Regions from separate parts of the Mus musculus genome. Here regions 2, 3, 4, 5, 6 and 7 are each linked to region 1. The links are chromatin contacts, called in public promoter capture Hi-C maps. All regions are on one chromosome and are shown on one strand. The core of a region is the stretch at or near the end of the contact, and the rest is flanking DNA. Distances in the headings are between cores, read along the strand shown.

Region 1 (2,888 bases), core at 193-2,692:
GCAGCACCTAGCGATGGTCCGGTAGCTTCCGCGGGCCGACGCCAGCCTCACCGCTCCTGCATCGCTTCCGAGATGCCGGTCCGCTGGCACCATCCAGGGGCATAGGGACCTCAAGTCCGCCGGTGTGTGTTCGCAGAGGGCGAGCGAGTGTGAGTGCTGCCTCCTCCGAAGGCTAAAGGGGGGCTCGGCAGCGTCTTCACCTACAAGCTGGGGTCCCCCTTCCCCGAAGCAAAAGGAAGGTGCAGCGCGCGAGGTCGGTCCCCGGGCTCTGCTCTTTATCCCACAGTGTCAAAGTAATCGGAAGGGTCGTCGACCGAGGGGGAGAGCCAAAGTCTCCGCAGCCCCCGGCGGCGCCCGCGGTCGCCCGCTGTCCCCGGCGATGCGCTGCGCGCGGTGGTGCGCTCGGCTCCCGCGACTGCGAGGATCCAGGCGGGCTCCAGCCACCGCCGCTCTTATTCCATCTCCGGTTTGTTTGCTTTGAGCGGCGAGCGAGGACTTTTCCTCTCGCCCCGCGTCGGCTCTCCCTTGCACACAAACGCGCGCGCTCACACGTTCCCCCTCTCCCGCCCTCCCCCGGGTTCTCTAGGGAAAGGCAATTGGACGCGGTGATTCACCTTCAGCAGAGCAGCCTCCGCCGCCGAGCACACTCCTCGAGTTCCCCGGCTCTCCCAGGTCTGCAGGCTCCCGGTGTGGAGCGGTTCTGAGCAGGCTCGCGGGCTGTGCGCTCGGCCGGCGTCCTCCCCGGGAGACGCCTGCGTTCCCGCAGCTCGCACTCGGGTCCCGCGGGTGCCCTCTCGGACACCTGGGCGCCGTCGAGTCGCGTCCACTTAGCAGCAACTCCCGGCCAGCTGCAGCCCCTCGATCGCGCCTCCAAGTGCAGCCGGTAGAGCTCCTCGCATCCCACCCGCCGCCACTCTCCGCATCGTGTGCTCCAAGGGAGGGAACCCCTCTGCTGTCCCCCCAAGTCACGAGCGCGCCGGCACCTTCACCACCTTGGAGGTGCGAGTTCCAGCAGCAGACACAAGCGAGCAGGTGTCGCCTGTGTCACTTCGCCAAAGGCGGGAGTGAGAAAGAACGGAACAAGGGGAGGGGCCCGAGGAAACAAATCCAGATCACCAGAAGAAAAAAAAAAAAAAAGCCAAAAAATAAAATAAAATAAAATAATTTTAAAAAGCAATCAAAGCTTCTCCCTCTCTGAGTCCCACCACAAGCTCTGTACTGTTAAAATACACTAAAGATAATGTTCGAAAGTCACCCCAACGGGCAGAGCCCTGCTAGTCCACCCTAGACCCCTGTTCCACTCAGCGGGCTGGCCGTTGGGAGCGACTGGCCCCACTGTACAAAGCACAGAGAAGGCAGGCAAAGATGGGTTCTGACACTCCAGGCTGAGTTAAGCAGTAAAATGGGACGGCTGGACCGGGAGGCTTTGACTCCCTCTGTCTCCCTCCCAATTCTGTCAGCAGTGGCTGCAGATGCTGAGAGCAAACCACCTTCCTGCAGAAAGAAAAAAAAAAAAAAAAAAGTATAAGACAGCAAACGTTGCAAATGCTGGACTATGTCTCCCTCTAGCGGTAAATCTGGATTAGAACGCTTTGCCGGCTGTCACGGAGACTCATAATTTTTCTTCCAAAAAAATAAACAAGAATTTTCTTACACTATCCGATTTAAGAGGATTTTGAATTTCTACAACTAACAAATTCTGACAGAGTCAAAGTTAAGGGGGTTTTAACACAATCCCATGATAGCATATTCATTGCTAAAGGAATATCCTAACTTTACAGAGATTTCAGAGACAGATCCTAGAAGGTCATGTCCTTAAGGTTTGGCCAAATTGGGTCCTGGTTTAAGCGGTGTACATAAGATCTTCCAAGAAAGGACTTCTTAGACTCAGCTCATTTTGATCGTGCTTATGAATGAGAAAACATTTAAGCTAGTGGTTAGGATAGTACGAAAAATGAGTAAGACTTAGACACAATGAGAGAAAATGTCGACTCTGGAACGCTTACTCAGGGATCTTGTCTGTAACTGACTCCTCTCTCGTTCCACTAGGTTAATTTTTCAAACTAGCTAAATTCTCCCCAGGTCTAAGTAGTTGTGTTTCCCCAGCCCTGAGTCATTGAAAGATTAGCATAATTCTTTCCACCATCTATAAACTACCACTTATTACCATAGTTACTAAGAACTAAGGAATATGTTTTAGCTGGTGATTTTATGGTAACATAATTTAGCCTTATTTTCTATCTAAAGGGTTTTATGTAGTTGATTTGGGAGGGCTATTTTAACAAAGCATTCCTGCAAATTTTATTAAAAAGATTTGTTACGTCAGACACAACTAAGCTAGGCACACCTGTAACTTTGCTGTTTAGAGTTTGTGAACATTGTCATTTAGTGGGAGGTGTGCCTTAGGCATTTGTGTGCTTTTAAATAGAAAATATGTATCAAGGTCATGATTAAACAGTTTTCTATTCATTTTGAATTTTTTATTTATTCTTTTCTAACTTGATCATTGTACTTAGTCTACTCTTTAAAAAAGGCAATAATTTACTTTTTCAATTGGGAGTAACTGAAGCAATTTCAAATAAAAATCCAAAACAAAATAATATAGGGTTTTGAATTTTAATCGATTGTATCTGGTAGGTTTGTGAGACTCCGGGGCATGGCAATCATTGTGCACAACATATCTTCAAATGACCTCTTTCAAAAGACCAGTGTCTCGTATGATTAAAGACTTTTATTTTATCACAATTACATGGTAACTCATTTCCTGGGGGAACAAGGTTTTTTGTTGTTGTTTTTTTTTTCTTTTTAAATAACCTGGCACTGTTTCATTGCAAATCTTACTGTAATTTTCTGTCTGTTGATCAGCCATAGATTTCAAGCAAGAATGA
Region 2 (2,888 bases), core at 131-2,630, 4.1 Mb before region 1:
GGGGGAGGTCAGATGTTGGGAGATAACTCAGTAGATAAAGCTATTGCTTTACAAGCGCATGGACCTGCATTAGAGTCTCCAGAGCCCAGGTAGAAATGCAATCCCAGCGTTGCAGACACTGGGACTCACTGGCCAGCCAGTGTAGTCTAATTAGTGAGTTCCAGACCAGCAAGGATGTCCTGTCTCAAAGGAGGTAGGTGGATGACGTCCCTAGGGATGGCACACAGGGCTGTGCTCCAGCTTACACATGCACACACACGAGCACACACACGTGCACACAAGCACACACATGCACACACACGAGCACGCGCGTACACACACACACACATGCGCACACATTAAAAAACAAAGTCGGGGGCTGGAGAGATGGCTCAGTGGCTAAGAGCACTGGCTGCTCTTTCAGGGGACTTGAGTTCAATTCCCAGCAACCACGTTGTGGCTCACAACCATCTGTAATGGCATCCAATGCCCTCTTCTGGTGTATCTGATTGAAGACAGTGACAGTGTACTCACATATATAAAATAAATAAATCTTTCAAACAAACAAGCAAAAATAAAACAAAGCCTGGATGACCAAGACCTGAGGCGGCTTTTCCGGCTTTGTCCCCTAGGTCCCTTAAATTTCCATTTTCCAACTACATTACCAGAAGCCTGGCACCACTCCTGGGCTGCCTCAGATTTGGCCAACTCCTACAGTACCCTAAAGGCAGTAGTTACCAGGCACAGGTGCTTCAAAGGCGCTCGCCCTTCTGCCAGCTCTGCCGGACTCTGCTCTGCTGTAAGATTGCATCACCACGAGCCCACCTGGCCGGGTTTCCCCAGACATCACAGAAGATGTCCTCATCCCTGCTCTGGCCCTCCCCCAGGTGGACTCTGGGCAGCCAGCACAGGCAGGGTCAAAAGGTAATTTCTATGTCCCGTGGCACTGCCACCTAGGCCTGATCAAGAGGACTCCATTTTTTTTTTAAACCACCCTTTCTAAAACCTAACTCGGCTTGAACGCTAGAATTATTGTTCTGACATGGAAACCCCGAGAACTAACCCACTGAAACAGCCTCATAAAACGGTTTCCGTTTTCAAGCTCGGAAGTCAGTCAGGGCATACTGAGGAGCCACCGCCCATCCCCACCTGGCTCCTATGGACTCCCTCACCTGAATCCCAGACCTTGGGAACTGACCGTGTGAAATCATCCTCTTTCTTGCATCATGCATGTCCACGTTGCACCTCCATACCCCTACCTCAAGCCACCACACCCAGATGGTGAAACTCGAGTCCCGGGGGAGCCCTCCACCCCCTGCAGGGGCCTGATGGGCAGCGCAGCTGGCCAATCCTAAGGTTCAGAGGGTAGGTCTGCTGGTTGACCGCTAGGTGAGGGATCCCAAGCAACTGGCTCTAAAGAGGCCCTGCCAGTAGTTAGTCATGAACTGTGAGGGTCACACATAGCTACCCCACCAGGCGATCTACTCTCAGTCTTCCTGAGTCCTAGGCTATTGAGGACAAGTAGCTTGGTCTGCTCTTTGTCAAGGGTAGCTGTGACACTGGTTTGCTGTTGCTGCTGCTGCTGCTGCTGCTGCTGCTGCTGCTGCTGCTGCTGCTGCTGCTTCTGTATCCTCTTTGGGAAATCAGACTCATAAAACTGCCACCCATTCGAGGTTCTCAAAGCAGAGCCATCTACCTGGAGCATGAAGCTTCCAAAAGCCCAGCTCTGGCTAATACTGCTGTGGGCATTGGTGTGGGTGCAGAGTACAAGATCTGCGTGCCCGTCCTGTGGGGGCCCAACACTGGCACCCCAAGGAGAACGCGCTCTGGTCCTGGAGCTAGCCAAGCAGCAAATCCTGGAGGGACTGCACCTAACCAGCCGTCCCAGAATAACTCGGCCTCTGCCCCAGGCAGCACTGACCAGAGCCCTCCGGAGACTGCAGCCCAAGAGCATGGTCCCTGGCAACCGAGAGAAAGTCATCAGCTTTGCTACCATCATAGGTGGGTGAGGGGAGAGAGACCGGGGACAGGAGACACAAGGAGAGGCCTGCAGGGGAGGCAGGAGGCGTGGGGTGTGGCAAGAGAAAGAGCTGGGGACACAGGCCGTCCAGGCCCTTTGCAGAGGTCTGTATGAGAGATGAGGGATGGTTGGGTAGGGTGGCCGAGTGTCAGAGAGAAGCTTTGTTCATGTTTTAATTTGCTTTTTTGTTTGTTTGTTTTTGTTTTTGTCTGAGCAGACAAATCCACTTCAACCTACCGCTCCATGCTCACCTTCCAGCTGTCCCCTCTTTGGTCCCACCACCTGTACCATGCCCGCCTCTGGCTGCATGTGCCTCCCTCTTTTCCGGGCACTCTGTACCTGAGGATCTTCCGTTGCGGCACCACTAGGTGCCGAGGATTCCGCACCTTCCTAGCTGAGCACCAAACCACTTCCTCTGGCTGGCACGCCCTGACTCTGCCCTCTAGCGGCTTGCGGAGTGAGGACTCTGGCGTCGTGAAACTCCAACTGGAATTTAGACCCCTGGACCTTAACAGCACCGCTGCGGGACTGCCACGGCTGCTCTTGGACACAGCGGGACAGCAACGTCCCTTCTTGGAACTTAAGATCCGAGCTAATGAACCTGGAGCAGGTCGGGCCAGGAGGAGGACTCCCACCTGTGAGCCTGAGACCCCCTTATGTTGTAGGCGAGACCACTATGTAGACTTCCAGGAGCTGGGGTGGCGGGATTGGATCCTGCAGCCGGAGGGATACCAGCTGAATTACTGCAGTGGGCAGTGCCCGCCCCACCTGGCTGGCAGTCCTGGCATTGCTGCCTCCTTCCATTCTGCCGTCTTTAGCCTCCTCAAAGCCAACAACCCTTGGCCTGCGGGTTCTTCCTGCTGTGTCCCCACTGCACGAAGGCCTCTCT
Region 3 (2,888 bases), core at 177-2,676, 3.9 Mb before region 1:
CGTTACAGAGGTGCGAACTAGGGCCAATTACTAGGATGTCTACGTAGCCGCCATCCAGGAACCCTTCTGGAATCTCAAGTCTAAATCAAGACAGCAGGCAGTCTCCGGGTGCTCTTTTGCCTGTACATCCTCCCACACTCCAGTGGCGGCGACAAGGTTGAGGAGGATAGATTTGCCGCGCCCCTGTCTCCCCCCCAGTTCAAGCTTCGGTAGCCCTCTCCACCTCCCTGATAACTGCACCCAACCAGTCAGCAGTAAGCAGCGTCCGAGTCTAGCACTGGAGGAAACAAAAGCTCCCCGGCCACCCCCTCCAGCATGTTCTGCGCTGTCGCCGCCGCCACGCCGCGGTCCGCACTCACCCCACCACTTGCTCCTTGATCCTGACCGGGATGTGTGCGTAGCGAGGCTCAGGGGCAAGGTCTAGCAGATCGAGTCTCGGGGGACCTTGTGGGGGCGACCACAATGCCAGAGGGTTCGGGAGACTTGGCGCGTTTCGGGTGCTGGAGTACAGGAGACCCAGCGAGGCGCAGGCGAGCAGCAAGACTAGCGCATAGAGGGCCCGGCGGTCTAGCCGCATCCTGATATGGGGGAGGGTGAGAGGTGACCAGGCTCTCAGAGAACGTGAGGGCCGGGACTCTGGACCCCGCCGCCTCCGAGGCTCGCGCAGGTACCCAAGGCCAGCCATCTCCGCTCCGCACGGCGCGCACCCCTTCCCTCATGCTCACGCCAAAGGTCTCCCGGCCTCCTTTCTTCCGCCTCTCTCTCGCCTCTGGGCTTCCGCATACACCCAAGGCTTGCCGTGGTGACATGCAGTATCTTGGGTGCGCAGCCCTCGGGGACCCCACCCCCACCCCACGGGCAGCAGCCGGGCCAGGGTGCTGCGGAGGGGCGGCTGTACTGCACCTGGCGGGTCAGGGAAGGCACGGTGTCGCGCCCGCGCTCGCGGGTGCCCGGCCTCGGTGACCCTCGGGTGGCCTCGTTGAGCCACGGGCACGATGCGCGAGGCCAGGAGGACGCCGCTCCTGCCCACACCTCGGCCGCCGGGCGTGCCAGCGCACTGACCTGTCTAACGTTCTAAGGCCGCGGCAGGATCGCGGTCCGGGCAGTGCCCGGTTCTCCGCCCCGGCCGGGGGGTCCTCATGAGGCCGGCGACGGCCTGATGCGGGAGCTGGGCGGGAGGGAGCCCGACAGTGTCGGGGATCCGACTCCTCCCGCCTGCGGACTCCGGGGCTTTGTAGACCGCAGCGCGGGGGTGGTTCTGAACGTTTCCTGCCGGGGTGAACTGGATCGTAAATCCGCCGCGCCCCAGCCCCAGCGACAAAGCGGGGAAGCCCTGGCACCGCGTCGCGCTCCCAGGCAGCCGAGGGCTCAGGCCTCCGCCCGGCTCTCACACCGCAGCGCAGCGCCGCTCCCGGGCTGGCTGCGGCACAGGCTCGGGCTCTGAGCGGGGATGGCGAGCTCCGCGGCGCCGTCTGGCGGACGCGGAGAAGATTGCTTAGGCGATGAGCCCTCCCGGGAAGGTCCCCCCTTTTCACATCCCTTCGTCCCCAAACCGCGGTGTCTAAGATGCCAGTTCCCGGTCCCCGCCATTTCCCCACTCGTTCACAGTGTAGCCCCAGGAAGGGCGATTGGGTTCAGTATGCGGTCTAACCTCATTTCAAGGAACACTTGGATGGGGAAGATGAAATAAATAAAACCAGCCAGCCCTGGAGGTGAACACTGCCTCACGAGCAACAAAGACAGCGGCCTCTCTCTGACCTCTTGGCTCCGAATTCCAGCCATCAACCGAGGCAAGCCGTTACTCAATGGCCGGCCTACTTCCCCTAACTGCTTCTTGGTACAGACTTGAAGAGGAACCGCAGAAAGTGGCCAGATGGACAGTGAAGTAGGCCATAGGTGGCTTGATTCCCGACACTGACCAGAAACAAAGTCCTGTGGTTCTCAGAAGGATCAAAATTGAATAGAAAAATAGGTAAAACATAATGAAAAATGTGTCTGGGGGTTGGGGCTGTAGATAAGCAATATTGAATGAACTGTGTGTGTGTGTTGGGGAGAAGAGGGAAAACCCACCCTTAAACCAGAAGTTTCAGATCAAATGCTAAAAGTAGAATTACAAAACCTTTAAAATAAATCAAGGGCTTTTTTTCCTTTACAGTCGGAAGAGATCCCCTAAGCAAGAGGCGAAGGGAAATATTAGTAAACCTGTCTATATAAAACACTTACTGGAGAGATGGCTCAGCAGTTAAGAGCACTGGCTGGTCTTCCAAAGGACCTGGGTTCAATTCCCAGCACCCACATGGCAGCTTACAACAATAATTCCAGTTCCCGGGCGTCTGGATACCCCTTCACAGACCCACATGTAGATAGAATATTATTGTAAATAGGAATAAATTTATTTACAAAACACTTGATAGACATCGGGTGTAGAATGCAAAGTTAGGTTTTTATTACTGTGCCCAAGAACTCCGTGAATCAAAATGATCTTTGTAACCGGTCAACTCCCTGCCCGAGGACAGATACGCCACGATTCTCTGGAAGCTGTTACCCGTATCAGATAGCAAGCCACATGCGTTCACTTTTCTAGGGGATCACAGGGAGTTGAGAGGTAGGTAGGAGGAAGTATGTCAGGATGTATGCTTGCTTCCATCTGACCAAGGCATAGCCTGTGAGTTAGCCCTTTATAATCACCTGGCCATTGTAGCTGGTGGCCATTTTCTAGGAACCCTGGAGTGGACTGGCCAGAGTCCATCATCCTGGCTAGTATTAAAGCTTGCTTCAAATTTTGTTCAAAAATTGTGGCAGTCATCTTATTCTTGACTGGTAGAATCAAAACCGACGTGGCGCATGCCTTTCTTAACACCGTGGAGTCAGGAGCTGAGGAGTTAGCA
Region 4 (2,888 bases), core at 249-2,748, 3.8 Mb before region 1:
GGGGTTCTCAGATACATCTGAGGCAGCCCCCTCCCTCCTCCAGGGCAAAGGCCACAGACCCAGAGTAGAAGGAAGGTGGAGGCTCTCCACACTGATGTCACTGCTGTCTGGTCCCAGGAGGAAAGGTCAACTAATCCTGCCTCTAACCTGCTGAGATGGCAGAACCCAGGCCTCTCCCTGTCCCAAGAAAAGGGCCAGCTTATTACCTAACAAGCCACCATAGCCACAGCCTATGTCTGCAAACTCCACTTGGGCCCCAGAGTGCTTTTCTTTCTCATCCTTTGGATCATCATGGCTCTTATTTTGAATAAGCGGAGCAAAGAACTCTGGGTAAAGCTCAGACCAGTCCATTTCCTCTGGCTTCACAGGGCTATTAGAAAGAAGACATGAGACACATGAGACTGTTGTACATACCAGTGCAGACATTTTGTGTAAGAGTTGGGGGGGGGGTGGTAGGCTTAGAAAAAAACTCTGCATGCAGGGACCATGTGGTATGTAGAAGGTGTAATGGGAAGTCCCCTGGCTTCTAGGGTGTGAATCAGTCCCATCATGAGGCTATGGCTGCAGATCTGCCAAGTTCTTCTGGGTACTGATGTGTGTAAGGTTTTCCCAGAGACTGACTGCCTAAGGCACTGGAGCACTACTTTGTTTATGTATATTTTAAAATTTTTATTTACCCGTGTATTTTGCATTTTATGTGTATGAGTGTTCAGTCTTCATGCACACCAGGAGAGGCAATCAGATCCCATTAGAAGTGGTTTCCAGCCACCATGTGATTGCTGGGGCCTCTGGAAGAGCAGTCAAGCGCTCTTAACCACTGAGGCATCTCTCCAGCCCTCTTTGTTTATGTATTTTGTGTGGCGAGGATGGAACAAGGAGTGGCCAGGAGTGTGTATATATGTTTATCTTTTTATAAATTAAAAAACCCAAATCGGAGCCGGGTGTAGTGGTGCACACCCTCAGGAGGCAGAGGAAGCTGTATCTCTGTGAGTTCGAGGCCAGCCTGATCTACAAAGTGAGTGCCAGGACAACTAGGGCTACACAGAGAAACCCTGTCTCCAAAATCCAAACCAAATTAAAAAGAAAAACCGGAAGGTGGAAATGACAACTTGCTTCGCTTCATTTTGGCAATAGTTTTTCCCCCCTCTTCCTAGATCTGGCTGGCAAGTCCACCCAGACTTTAAGTCTCCAACACCGCGACCCCTCCCAGCCGGCCAACTCCGCCTTCTGCCCAATCTCCCTAAGCCATCCTCAGCTGACGTGTCACCCGGACAACCCTCCCCGCTCCATCGCAAGTCCTAGCGGTGGCCCCTGCGCGACCGCCTTCCCTCCCTCCCGGACCCCGCCGGGCCCGCTCACTAGCGCAGTGTGTGGTCTGCCATGGGGTTGGAGTGGGCGCGCTGCCGGTAGTAGCGCTTCTGCGGCTGGGGGGCTTCGGCTCCCGCCATCATGCCACGCAGTCCACGTGGAGAGCCGAGCTCGCGGCGCGAGGTGATGACGCAGCCCGCGGACCGCCAGCGGGCCCCGCCTTTTAAAGAGCGAAGAGCAAATTCTGTAGCACCGTAGGGAAAGGACCCTGAAGGGAGTGGGAGGGGAAACCTGCGCCCTGCTATTGCTAACCGTGCTTTGGGGAGGCCAGCTCCGGGCACCCCGCATCCTCCCTTGGGTCGTTCTGGCCTAGTCTGGGTTCTCAAATGCCCACAGGTACCTGTGCGCCCCACAGGTGAGCGGGATGTGAGGGACCCGCCTCTGACAGTAAACTCAAGCATCATTTCTTCTCTCTCCGGGTGGTCTCAAACCAAGTCTGGCCCGTATGGTGTTGTGTGGGTCCTGTTCTGTGTGCGCCAGGTACCCGGGCTCGGGGGTCATCCCCATCCATCTCTAGGAAGTCCAGCTGGAGGAAGGAGAGCGAACTGGGGAGGCGGGGCCCGGTGCCTGGGAGCAGCCCATATGGCTGGCAGTCCCCAGCCTCAACCCCGCACCGATAGAGGGGATCCGAGCGCTGGCCGGGGTGCTCGGGGACTCTATCTGCCGGATGGCCAGCTCTCGCACCGATCCGGAAACTGAGCCCGAATCCGTGTTCCCACGGGAGATCCGGCTCTTCACAGACTCTTACTCAGAGAGCAGCCGGTTCTGCTTCTGTGGGCACGAGCTGAGCATCACGCAGAACTTTGGGTCGCGCCTTGGGGTGGCGGCACGCGTGTGGGATGCGGTGAGGAATGGGCTGCCCTAAGTGAGGGTCCCTGAGAGGTCCAGTCCCCGGACCCCGGCTCTCCCATATGGAGACACCGTTCTGACAGTTTCCCACTTTCTTTTTCCCTTCCTCATAGGCTCTGAGCCTGTGTGACTATTTCGAGAGTCAAAATGTGGATTTTCGAGGCAAGAAGGTGATCGAACTGGGCGCGGGGACGGGCATCGTGGGAATCTTGGCGGCGCTGCAGGGTGCGTGAGCTGGCATTGCGGCGGGAGGAGGGGAGCTGGAGTGTGGAGAAGTGAGGACGTGGATTCCTGGGGGTGGGTAGAACTCAGCTCAGTTCTTTCCTTTTAACAAACCTCTATTCTCCTGCAAGGCAGACAGCGCTGACGAGTGTTCAGAACACTCAAGCTAGTTGGCTTCAGGGTACCTGAAACAAATAAGATAGGCTTTCCGTGAAAAAAAAAAAAAACTGGAGATGCTCTTTCGCTAAAATGCTTGCATGGATTTTCTGAAGGAGAGACCTAGGACAGTGAACCTCATCAAAGATTTGTAGCTTTGTTATGTTAGGATCTTTTAAATATCTTTTTCTTTCCTTTCTTTTTTTTGGGTGTGTGTGTGTGTGTGGGTAGGGGGTGTGGGTGTGGTTTTGTAGTCTGGTTGAGACAGGCTCTCTTGTTGTCCAGGCTGGCCT
Region 5 (2,888 bases), core at 144-2,643, 3.7 Mb before region 1:
TAGAGGTTCCCAGCACCCATAGAGCTGAATAAGGCCAGGGAGGGAAGTGGTAAGATGACCACGGGGATCTTACGCTGGTCACAGTAGTCAGCACTTGGCTGGGGTTAACACACGAGGTGACCCAGTAGGTCTGCGAACATGTCTCATCTCAAGTCCTACCCTCGGGGAGACTGAGCTCTCACGGTATGCCAAGTGATCGCTAGGTTGGCTTCTCCTAAGACTCAAAGATGGGATGGTTGGACTTACGAGAGATTAAAAGACAAAATCGTCCCGGGGGATTGGAGGGGGAGGGAGATTGTGTGGATGTTTGATAGTTGGTGATATTCAGGGCTTGTTAACTATGTTAAGTCTGGGGATGGGGCATTGTTCAAATAGTAGGCGTCTGTCATCCCCAGCAAGGCCCCACCCCTAAAAGAAAAAAAAGGGTCTGACTCCACCGACCATTCTTTTCTTGAGCCCTAATGGATCTAACCAGGTTTGGAGAGGATGCACCATTACCACCAAAGAGCCAGGCCCCTTTGTGTGATGCCGCAGTAGACTGAAGCAGAGCCGTGGTGCGGAACTGCCAATGTTTGAGTATTTAATTTGATAACTTGTGCTGCCCCACCCTGCACAGCTCAGAACCACCAGGAAATAGTCAGCTTTCCTTCAGGCCGAGTTCTCTCACTTTTAAGTCTAATGCGTGACCCACCCAGGAAAGGGAACCAGAGCTGACACAGTCCTGGTTATCGGTAAAGCCTAACCAGCAACCTTAGCACGGTGAATCCGAGCCCCCAGTGCAGTCCCATGTCCCCCATGGAACTTCAGAATCCAGGAGCTGATTAGAGACCCAAGATTCAGGAAATGCCACACCCAGAAAGCCCAGTTCCATCTATCCACATCAAAGTCCCCCAAAGCTGGGTCTGTTTGTCTTCCCAAGCCGTAACCACCAGCACTTTGGGGTACGGAGAGCTACAAAGATCACAGGCACGGGGTATGGTCTGGGGATTCCAGGTAGCTTGTAACCTACTGGGGTTTAAACTTCTCTTGCCCCACAGTGGAACAGATGAGAGGGGTCTTGTTACCCCAAATCCCTGAGCCTCAAGAACGTGCCCAACCTAGCCAGTGGGATCTACAGGTTCTCTCAGTGTGAAGTTTGCAAAGCTCCATCTTTCCAAAGCTGCATCCCCAAAGACAAAAGCCAGGGAAGGTATGACTCTTGTCCCTTCTTCACCTTTGGCCTCATCCACACTCAGCATTTGGCTGACAAGGACACACAGAGTAGACCTACCTGACCCTCTGTCCTCCGAAGTCCGGCAAAGCAGCAGGTGAAGTACTGATGAGGTCTCCCAAAGCAGCCCGTCCTGAAGCCTGTTTCAGCAATGGCCGCACAGCATAGACACAGGGTTATATTTGCTTGTGTTTGCATCATAACCACATTCTCCTAGCTCTGGCCAATCACAGCCAACCTAGCCCTGGGCTTGACTTATTCAAACCAGAGAGGAAAGCTTTATCTGCTCCTATGCAAAACAGCGAAAACAAGAAGAGCAGACTTCTAAAGGCTTCTTTTAACTCCAGCTCCACACCCTGGTCTATTGATTTTTTTAAAAGTGCACTGTCCATCAATAATTCAGTGAGGGAGGATATGAATTTGCCATATTGTAGATATGAACGTATTATGCTGATGACAGGAGACTGGCTAGAGCTCCCCTACTGTGTGCCTGGACGTTCAGGGCTGAGAGATGATTCTGGGCAATTCTGTGGTGTCAGGAAAGCTTTTGTTGCTTGGAGTCTGTACAAGTCATCCTACTATGTGCCTGGAAACCATGCTGGGCTCTGAATCTCAAGGCCTGTTTGGCAGCATCAAGAGCACATGCAGGAGCCTCCAATTCCCCCAGGGCTTCAGTCTCTACCCCAGTCAATAGCACAGCAAGCAAACGCTTGCCAAGTACCTGGGGAGAGGGAGTTGGTTCCAACCCAGGCCCGAGAGGGGCTAATGCACTCCAACCTCTGTAACCTTGATCAGAATCCCAGCGTTTGCTCTGCCAGGTGCTATCATTTCACGATCAACGAGGTCATGCAGGAAGAACAGTGTCCACCGAGTGTCAGGTCAGTGGAAGGGAAGGAAAGCAAAAGCAGCTCCCAGTCCTGCACAGGTTTTTAAACCAGCCTTTATTAACAATTGTAATACAAATATTCCAAAAATATAAACAGACTCTTAATGGCATCCTACAGTTCAAGTTTTTGAATACAACAAATGTATCAAATCATGAAGCAAGGTGGCCAAGGATCCCATAGCCTGGTCACAGTGGGAAGCAGACCTCTCCCCTCCAAATGGCATCACGGGAATAGCCAGATCCGGGGTAAGGACAGGCATGGAGAATCACCAGCTTATGGTGCAGGGCAGTTCTGGGAGCTAACCCCGAACTAAAGGATGGGGCAGCTGGCCTGACCTGTGACCTCTTCTCCCCTGAACATGGACTTATCTGTTTTCTAGAAAGAGGGACTGGGGATGTAGCTTAGTTGGGAGTGTGTGCCTGACATGCACGAAGCCCTGGGTTGTCCCCAGCACCTCACAAGCCAGCAAGGTGATCACACCTGTAACCCCAGCACTCAGGGGGTGGAGGCAGGAGACCAGCGATCACCTGTAACCCCAGCACTCAGGAGGTGGAGGCAGGAGACCAGCGATCACCTGTAACCCCAGCACTCAGGAGGTGGAGGCAGGAGACCAGCTATCACCTGTAACCCCAGCACTCAGGGGGTGGAGGCAGGAGACCAGCTCAAGATCACTCTTGGCTAAACAGGAGTTCAAACCCGTTTTTAAAAAAGGAGTAGCCGTGGTTTGGAAATTCATCAAACCGTGTGTGTGTGTGTGTGTGTAGGGGAGAACTAGGACATTTTTAAAAAAG
Region 6 (2,888 bases), core at 215-2,714, 3.7 Mb before region 1:
CAGCCCCAATCTCCTCCCCGCCCCCGCGGGAGGCTGAGGCCTCCGCTTCGCTCCCCAAGCACACCCCAGATAGGGCCTGCCTGCGGACGTCCCTGTTTGCTTCAATCCGACGACCTCCCCCTGCAATCGGGGTGGGGGGTCGCGAGCCTCTGCCCACAGACAAACTCGCACTTTTTCGCTGCGCGATTCAGAAACACGCTGGGTCTGATGCCATCCGGCGAATTATGTAACCAGGGACACCGCTCCCGGGCTAAACAAACGCGGCTGTGTCTGTGCAGCGGCGGCCCCGGGGGAGCGCACGGGGCAGGGAGGGGCTCCGGCCGGGCCTCGGGTCCGGCTTGTTTGCTCCGCCGAGCCGCGAAGAGAGTCCCGCGCCCGGCAGTGACCGCGGCCCTCCCCCCTCCCCCACCACCGCCCCCGCCTCGGGCCGGTGAACTTCGTCCCGAGTCCCCGCGCCGCCACCGCCGAGCTCCCGGGCATCCCGGTCCTGCGTGAAAACTCCGGTCCCGGTGGCGTTCCAGCTCGGGACCCCTCGTACCCTCCCCAGAGCCCCGGGGCAGGCGCGCAGCGGTGGTGGGTGGGGGAGGAGTGACCACTCCATCTCCGCGGCTCGGGTGGGGGCGGCGCGGGTGGCCTGGCGCGACGCGCGCCCTCCCGAGCCTCTGACTGCCCCCGGGGGGGGAGGGGTGGCCGGACGGGTGACAGCTGCGCGGATGACACCCTCCCGCCCGGCGCTGGCAGCCGGGGCCTCGCTCAGCCCCCACCGGGGTCCGAGAGCCCGACGGGTGCGCGAGGACCGACGGACCCCGGGTCCAGCCGGATCCTCCGCCCCCTCCCCGTTCGGGGGCGACACAAAGTTTTGGGAAGTTGCGCCCCTACCTTGCTTGGTGAGCACCAGGGCGTCTTCCCTCCGCGCCTGGGTGATGATGGAGCCGTGTTCCATCTAACAATCCCGCGGGCCCGGGCTGGCTGGGCGGGAGGACGCGCGGGCGGGCGCGCAGGCGGGCTGGGCTGGGGGGCCTGGGCGGGGGCCCGTCGGGCTCCGGCTCCCGAGACTCCGACTCCCGCAGCTGTTCACATCCCCCTCGCGTTTCCTCCCCGGGCCGGGAAGGGAGGCGGCCTGCACAGAGGGCGGGCGGGCCAGGCGGCGGCTTCCCCGGTGCCCCCAGCCCCGATCCCCCGGTGGCAGCTCCGGGCTCCTCAGTTTGGGTCCAACATGGAGAATCCGGAGCGAAAACAAGAGGAGGAAATGGGACACGGGGCGGTTTCCAGGCTCCCCCCTCCCCTCCGTACTCCAGATAAACAACCCGCGGCTGCAGCGCCCACCCCCGCGCTCCTCCCAGATCTTGGGCCGGCCTCTTCGCCGCCTGCCGGCGCGTTCCGCTCCAGGCCAGCGTCCTAGGCCCCGGGACCCTCCTCCGGCGAGCAGCGGGGGCCGCGGACCCTGCAGAGGTTTGCTATTTTCTTACGGAAAAAGCGAATCCCCGAGGGGGGTGGGGTGGCGGGCGGGCAGGCTGGCGGGGGAGACTTGAAACCGCTCCGGCACTCCGATTGGCCCGCTCGCAGAAAGGGGGCGTGGCCCCTCCTTACTATGCGGTGCAAGGACCCAACAACATTCCAGTCGCCACGGCCACGCCCCCGGGCCACTCCCCGCTTGCTGGGCTGCGGCCTCCTGGTCCTCTCGGCCACACCCCCTTCCCAACTACTTAAAAAGGCCACTCCAACGCTCCGCTTTCCGTGCTCGGTGCTGGGGTGTTTGTGTTTCCGACGCTTTACTCCAAGAAGGCTCAATGGTTCCGCCCTACGAAACCTGGGGAAAAATGGAGAAGCCAGATTGGGTTCGAGGCAGTTACGGTATTTCCTGCTTAGAGCCCAGTGCCTTATATAAGAATACCGCTGATATGTACCTGGGAAGGAGTGTGTAGGGGGCGGAACCGAGACTCCAGAGTGTGAGGAATGGAACTGACCTCTGGAAATGACACCTTATGTATTAAGGCCACCTTAGGTGCCAGCCCCTCCCACTCAGGCATCTACCCTATCCTCCCAGTCCAGCTCCCCCTCCCACCCCCAACTCCCATCTCATGGTTCCATCCTCAGTTTGAGGAGGATAGAGGTGCTTAGTGGACCCAGAAAGCTCTCCCTCATTTTTTAGGCCCAGGCTCAGGTTTGAACTCCCAAACTTAAGGTTTCTCAGGAAGGGTTTCTCCACTTGTCTGCTAGGAGTAGCAGCTCCAAAGAAGCAGTTTTAACTCTGTATCGGGTTGTTGTAAAAATTGTATGCTGTATATGCACCCCATTGCACCTGAAGGAGGTCTCTTCTATCCTTCCACAGTGGGCTCTGGGAATCAAACTCGGCTTTCCTGGGAAGCGCTCTTACTGGCTAAACCATCCCATTGACCCATTTCAAATGCTTTTTGGTGATGGATGAGTTACTATGATTCAAGGCCATAGTTCCTGGGGAATGGGGGGTGGGGGGCACCTGGTGGCTTTCCTACTGCAGTCCTCATAGCTAGACATTTGTGTCTCTTCATCTTGTCCAAGTAGGTCATAACCTACAAGGCACTATCATCATATGTATATATCCTATGTTCCTTACAAGTGCGAATGTTTCTACACACACACACACTGCTCTTTTTTCCCCTTTTTTCCCCCTTTTCTTTCTTCTTTTTTTTTTTTTTTTTTTTTTTTACATAACACCATTTTAATGAAAATGCTGTTTTTCTAAAATGAATGTGACTGTTAGAGAGGATCTGAATGATGCTTATGTAACCTCAAACCCTGAGTCTGGGTAGATTCTAATTCATTAAAGGAAAGGAAGCCGGGGGAGTTCTGACATATTTGCCTCCCACCTTTAAAACAATGGGATCTGTAAGGACTGTCTCAGCCGG
Region 7 (2,888 bases), core at 104-2,603, 3.6 Mb before region 1:
TAGCTTAGGATCACACTGAATCTTTGATCCTCCTGTCTTTACCTCCCCAGGGCTGTTGTTACAGGCACATGTTGCCACTGTCTGCTTGTGTGGTGCTGGGCGTAGAACCCAGCACTTCATGTGTATCAATCAGGCAAGCGCTCTCTCAACTGAGTAACACCTTCAGCCTTCTTCTGTAGCTGGGCAAGTTCTATCTGCAAATTAGGGTTGATACTATTTTGCAAGGTTGTCATGAGGACTGGTAATAATGTACATATGTGGACCTTGATAAAAAGAATCTAATCTTTGGCTTATGGCTTTATTAGTCTGTAAGTGCAGGCGCTCATATTTGTATAATATTCCAAGCGAGTGATGCCTTCTGCTTCCCATTCAACTCTTGTTTACGGAGCACCGTGACCCCTAAGTGCTGTTCACAAGGCATTGCATGCCTATTTTTCTTGGACATTTGTCCTCGTTTTCTCCAACTCTACCATCCTGCCTGGCCCGTGGGAGCAGGTGTTTAGCAGTGTGAGCTGAGCTGAATAATTTAGTGAGGAAAGAAACACACACACACACACACACACACTACGTAAAAGCTGGAAGTCTGTCATGAGAGCACTAACACGGACAAAGTGCCTTAAACTGCAGATCTGGCAACATTAATTTTGAGTAAGTGTGCTGGTGGACTCTGATTATGGGAACTGAGGAAAAAGCCTTTTTTTTTTTTTTTTAAGATTTATATATAAATACATTGTAGCTGTCTTCATAAACACCAGAAGAGGGTGTCAAATTACAGATGGTTGTGAGTCACGATGTGGGTGCTGGGATTTGAACTCAGGACCTTCGGAAGAGCAGTCAGTGTTCTTAACCGCTGAGCCATCTTTCCAACCACCCCCTTCTTTTTAAAAGATTTATTTTATTATATGAGTACACTGTAGCTGTTTCCAGACACACAAGAGGGCATCAGATCCCATTACAGATGGTTGTGAGCCACCATGTGGTTACTGGGAATTGAACTCATGACCTTTGGACGAGCAGTCAGTGCTCTTATCCACTGAGCCATCTCTCCAGACCCAAGATGTGTGTATCTTATTTCTGAGCAAGAGGAGGGTTGATGAATGGGTCCCCAGGAGCCACATTTTGATGAGACCAACCAGTCTTTGAAATATCCAAGCGTTTCTGAAAACACTGCCTTTAATTCGGTGTGAGTGGGTAGCGGGAATAAGAGAAACAGCAGGTGAGGGAGTGGGAGGATGGTTGAGGTGCAGAAGGCAATATAGTGGCCAGCATCGGCGGTCGCGAGGCACCGCCCATCAGCCCCGCCCACCGACCACGCCTACCAAGCCCCGCCCACGAGCTGCACGCCGCGTCTCCTTCGTGCTGGCCCGCGGAGCGTGCGCCGGCGGCGGAAGCGGCTGTCCTAGGTCGAGCGGGCAGGAGGAGGCTTGCGGGCCTCATGGCAGGAGCTCCGGGCGGCGGCGAGCTCGGCCCTGCGGCTGGCGAGCCACTGCTGCAGCGACCCGACTCTGGCCAGGGCTCGCCTGAGCCGCCGGCCCACGGGAAGCCCCAGCAGGGCTTCCTCTCCAGCCTCTTCACCCGGGACCAGAGTTGTCCGCTCATGCTCCAGAAGACGCTGGATACCAGTAAGAGCCGCGACCTGGAGGCTGGGGTCGGGGTGGCACAGGACCCGGGGGGTGAGGAAGGGCCCGGACGTGCCCCCACTGATCCCGGACTGCACTGCAGCCCTAGGGCTGCGTGGGCGGGAGGGGGCGTGGGCCTCCGCCCCACTCGCGCTTCTGAAGGCCTGGGCTGGGAGTCTGCCCTCCTGGGTCACACTCACCAGTTTCTTATGTAAGTTTTGCAGCGGCACGGGCTCTAGGGTGCAGGTGAGAGCTGGAAAGAGCTCCATTCATTAATAAGGCAGCTCTACTTCTGGCTATGCACCCCTTCCCTGGGGTGGGGGTGGGGTGGGCGATTCTTTAACCTTCAGTCACTGCAGTAGGAACTGTGGAGAATGCTAGAATAGGAACTTTTGAAAACCCTCGTGTTTATGCACCTAAGTGCATTTTTCTAGGGAGAGTTCCTAGCTTCATCATAGTCTCTAAGAAGCCTGTGACATCTAAGAGGTTTATTATTGCCGCGGGTCACCCAGGCACACTGGCTCCCACTGAGCAATTTATCTCCAGTCCCGGGACACTGCCTTGCTCCTCTGCATCTGCAGATTGCCTGTCTACCTCAGATTTATTTAGGAAAGTAAGATTTAAATGTATTCGACCCTCCAAATAGTTACTATTTTATAGCAGAATTGGTCATAATTCAATCATCAACTGATCAAAGATTTTACTGTCTTCTTTTTAAAGCTTTTTTTTTTTTGATTTCTTTATTTTTGTGTGTGATTGTCTCGCCTGCATGTGTGTCTGCGCACTCTCTGCATTCCTGGTGTCCAGGACTGTGAGCTACTATGCAGGTGCTGGGGAACTCACCCTGGGTTCTCAGCGAGAGCAACAAGTGCTACTAACCACTGAGCCATCTTTTTAGCTCCCTTCCTCCCTCCCTCCTTTCCTCTCCCTCCTCAGAGGTGAGAACTGAACCTAAGACCTTGTGCTTACCAGGCAAGGCCCTACCACTGGGCTCAATCCCTAAGCCACCGTTCTTCTCTCTTACTGGCCATAGACTCACACATTTCTGCTTGCTAACCCTCATTGAAGAACTTTGGTGGGCAGGTCCCATTGGGCTGTGGTACTCAGAGCGAGGCATGGTGCTACCACAGAGAGCAGTGTAGGCGCTGCCTTCCTCCAGTCTAGGTTCTATGCTGGTTTGTTTTTCTAACCGTGGCCCAGGATGCCCATGTTCTCCTAACACGGGCCCTAATGCGAAGCGTTTAGTCACTTTAGCAAAACCAACTTTCG

The links. Promoter capture Hi-C pulls out the DNA fragments that hold promoters and counts their contacts.
Region 2: a contact with region 1 is called in a promoter capture Hi-C map of pre-B cells. The contact joins the promoter of Inhbe here to the promoter of Tafa2 in region 1.
Region 3: a promoter capture Hi-C map of pre-B cells shows a contact between it and region 1. The contact joins the promoter of B4galnt1 here to the promoter of Tafa2 in region 1. A contact is called at or near these places in 1 of 39 promoter capture datasets (pre-B cells) and 1 of 484 Hi-C or Micro-C datasets (pre-B cells).
Region 4: a promoter capture Hi-C map of pre-B cells shows a contact between it and region 1. The contact joins the promoter of Mettl1 here to the promoter of Tafa2 in region 1. A contact is called at or near these places in 6 of 39 promoter capture datasets (the 3T3-L1 cell line, cranial neural crest, hippocampal neurons and 3 more) and 1 of 484 Hi-C or Micro-C datasets (cerebral cortex).
Region 5: a promoter capture Hi-C map of pre-B cells shows a contact between it and region 1. The contact joins the promoter of Avil here to the promoter of Tafa2 in region 1. A contact is called at or near these places in 3 of 39 promoter capture datasets (cranial neural crest, maxillary cranial neural crest and pre-B cells).
Region 6: a promoter capture Hi-C map of pre-B cells shows a contact between it and region 1. The contact joins the promoter of Ctdsp2 here to the promoter of Tafa2 in region 1. A contact is called at or near these places in 4 of 39 promoter capture datasets (cranial neural crest, frontonasal cranial neural crest, maxillary cranial neural crest and 1 more).
Region 7: a contact with region 1 is called in a promoter capture Hi-C map of second pharyngeal arch cranial neural crest. The contact joins the promoter of Atp23 here to the promoter of Tafa2 in region 1. A contact is called at or near these places in 5 of 39 promoter capture datasets (cranial neural crest, frontonasal cranial neural crest, maxillary cranial neural crest and 2 more).

What each region holds. Positions count from the first base shown.
Region 1 is chr10:123,262,630-123,265,517 of GRCm38.p6, reverse strand. It overlaps Tafa2 (TAFA chemokine like family member 2), which reads right to left and starts at 1,442. Exons shown (of 5, transcript NM_001252387.1): 1 at 1-1,442.
Region 2 is chr10:127,350,340-127,353,227 of GRCm38.p6, reverse strand. Inhbe (inhibin beta-E) reads left to right here and starts at 1,380. Exons shown (of 2, transcript NM_008382.3): 1 at 1,380-1,980; 2 at 2,217-2,888. The coding sequence starts at 1,683.
Region 3 is chr10:127,163,694-127,166,581 of GRCm38.p6, reverse strand. B4galnt1 (beta-1,4-N-acetyl-galactosaminyl transferase 1) reads right to left here and starts at 1,426. Exons shown (of 11, transcript NM_008080.5): 1 at 1,063-1,426; 2 at 360-578. The coding sequence starts at 577.
Region 4 is chr10:127,040,542-127,043,429 of GRCm38.p6, reverse strand. It overlaps Mettl1 (methyltransferase like 1), which reads right to left and starts at 1,498. Exons shown (of 6, transcript NM_010792.1): 1 at 1,360-1,498; 2 at 207-370. The coding sequence starts at 1,451. Eef1akmt3 (EEF1A lysine methyltransferase 3) reads left to right here and starts at 2,036. Exons shown (of 3, transcript NM_001205036.1): 1 at 2,036-2,212; 2 at 2,331-2,442. The coding sequence starts at 2,036.
Region 5 is chr10:126,999,214-127,002,101 of GRCm38.p6, reverse strand. It overlaps Avil (advillin), which reads right to left and starts at 1,393. Exons shown (of 20, transcript NM_009635.3): 1 at 1,271-1,393. Ctdsp2 (CTD (carboxy-terminal domain, RNA polymerase II, polypeptide A) small phosphatase 2) reads right to left here. Exons shown (of 8, transcript NM_001113470.1): 8 at 2,127-2,888.
Region 6 is chr10:126,977,293-126,980,180 of GRCm38.p6, reverse strand. Ctdsp2 (CTD (carboxy-terminal domain, RNA polymerase II, polypeptide A) small phosphatase 2) reads right to left here and starts at 1,464. Exons shown (of 8, transcript NM_001113470.1): 1 at 880-1,464. The coding sequence starts at 943. It overlaps Gm40798 (a long non-coding RNA gene), which reads left to right and starts at 2,661. Exons shown (of 2, transcript XR_872169.3): 1 at 2,661-2,888.
Region 7 is chr10:126,899,836-126,902,723 of GRCm38.p6, reverse strand. It overlaps Atp23 (ATP23 metallopeptidase and ATP synthase assembly factor homolog), which reads left to right and starts at 1,353. Exons shown (of 6, transcript NM_001159559.1): 1 at 1,353-1,622. The coding sequence starts at 1,436.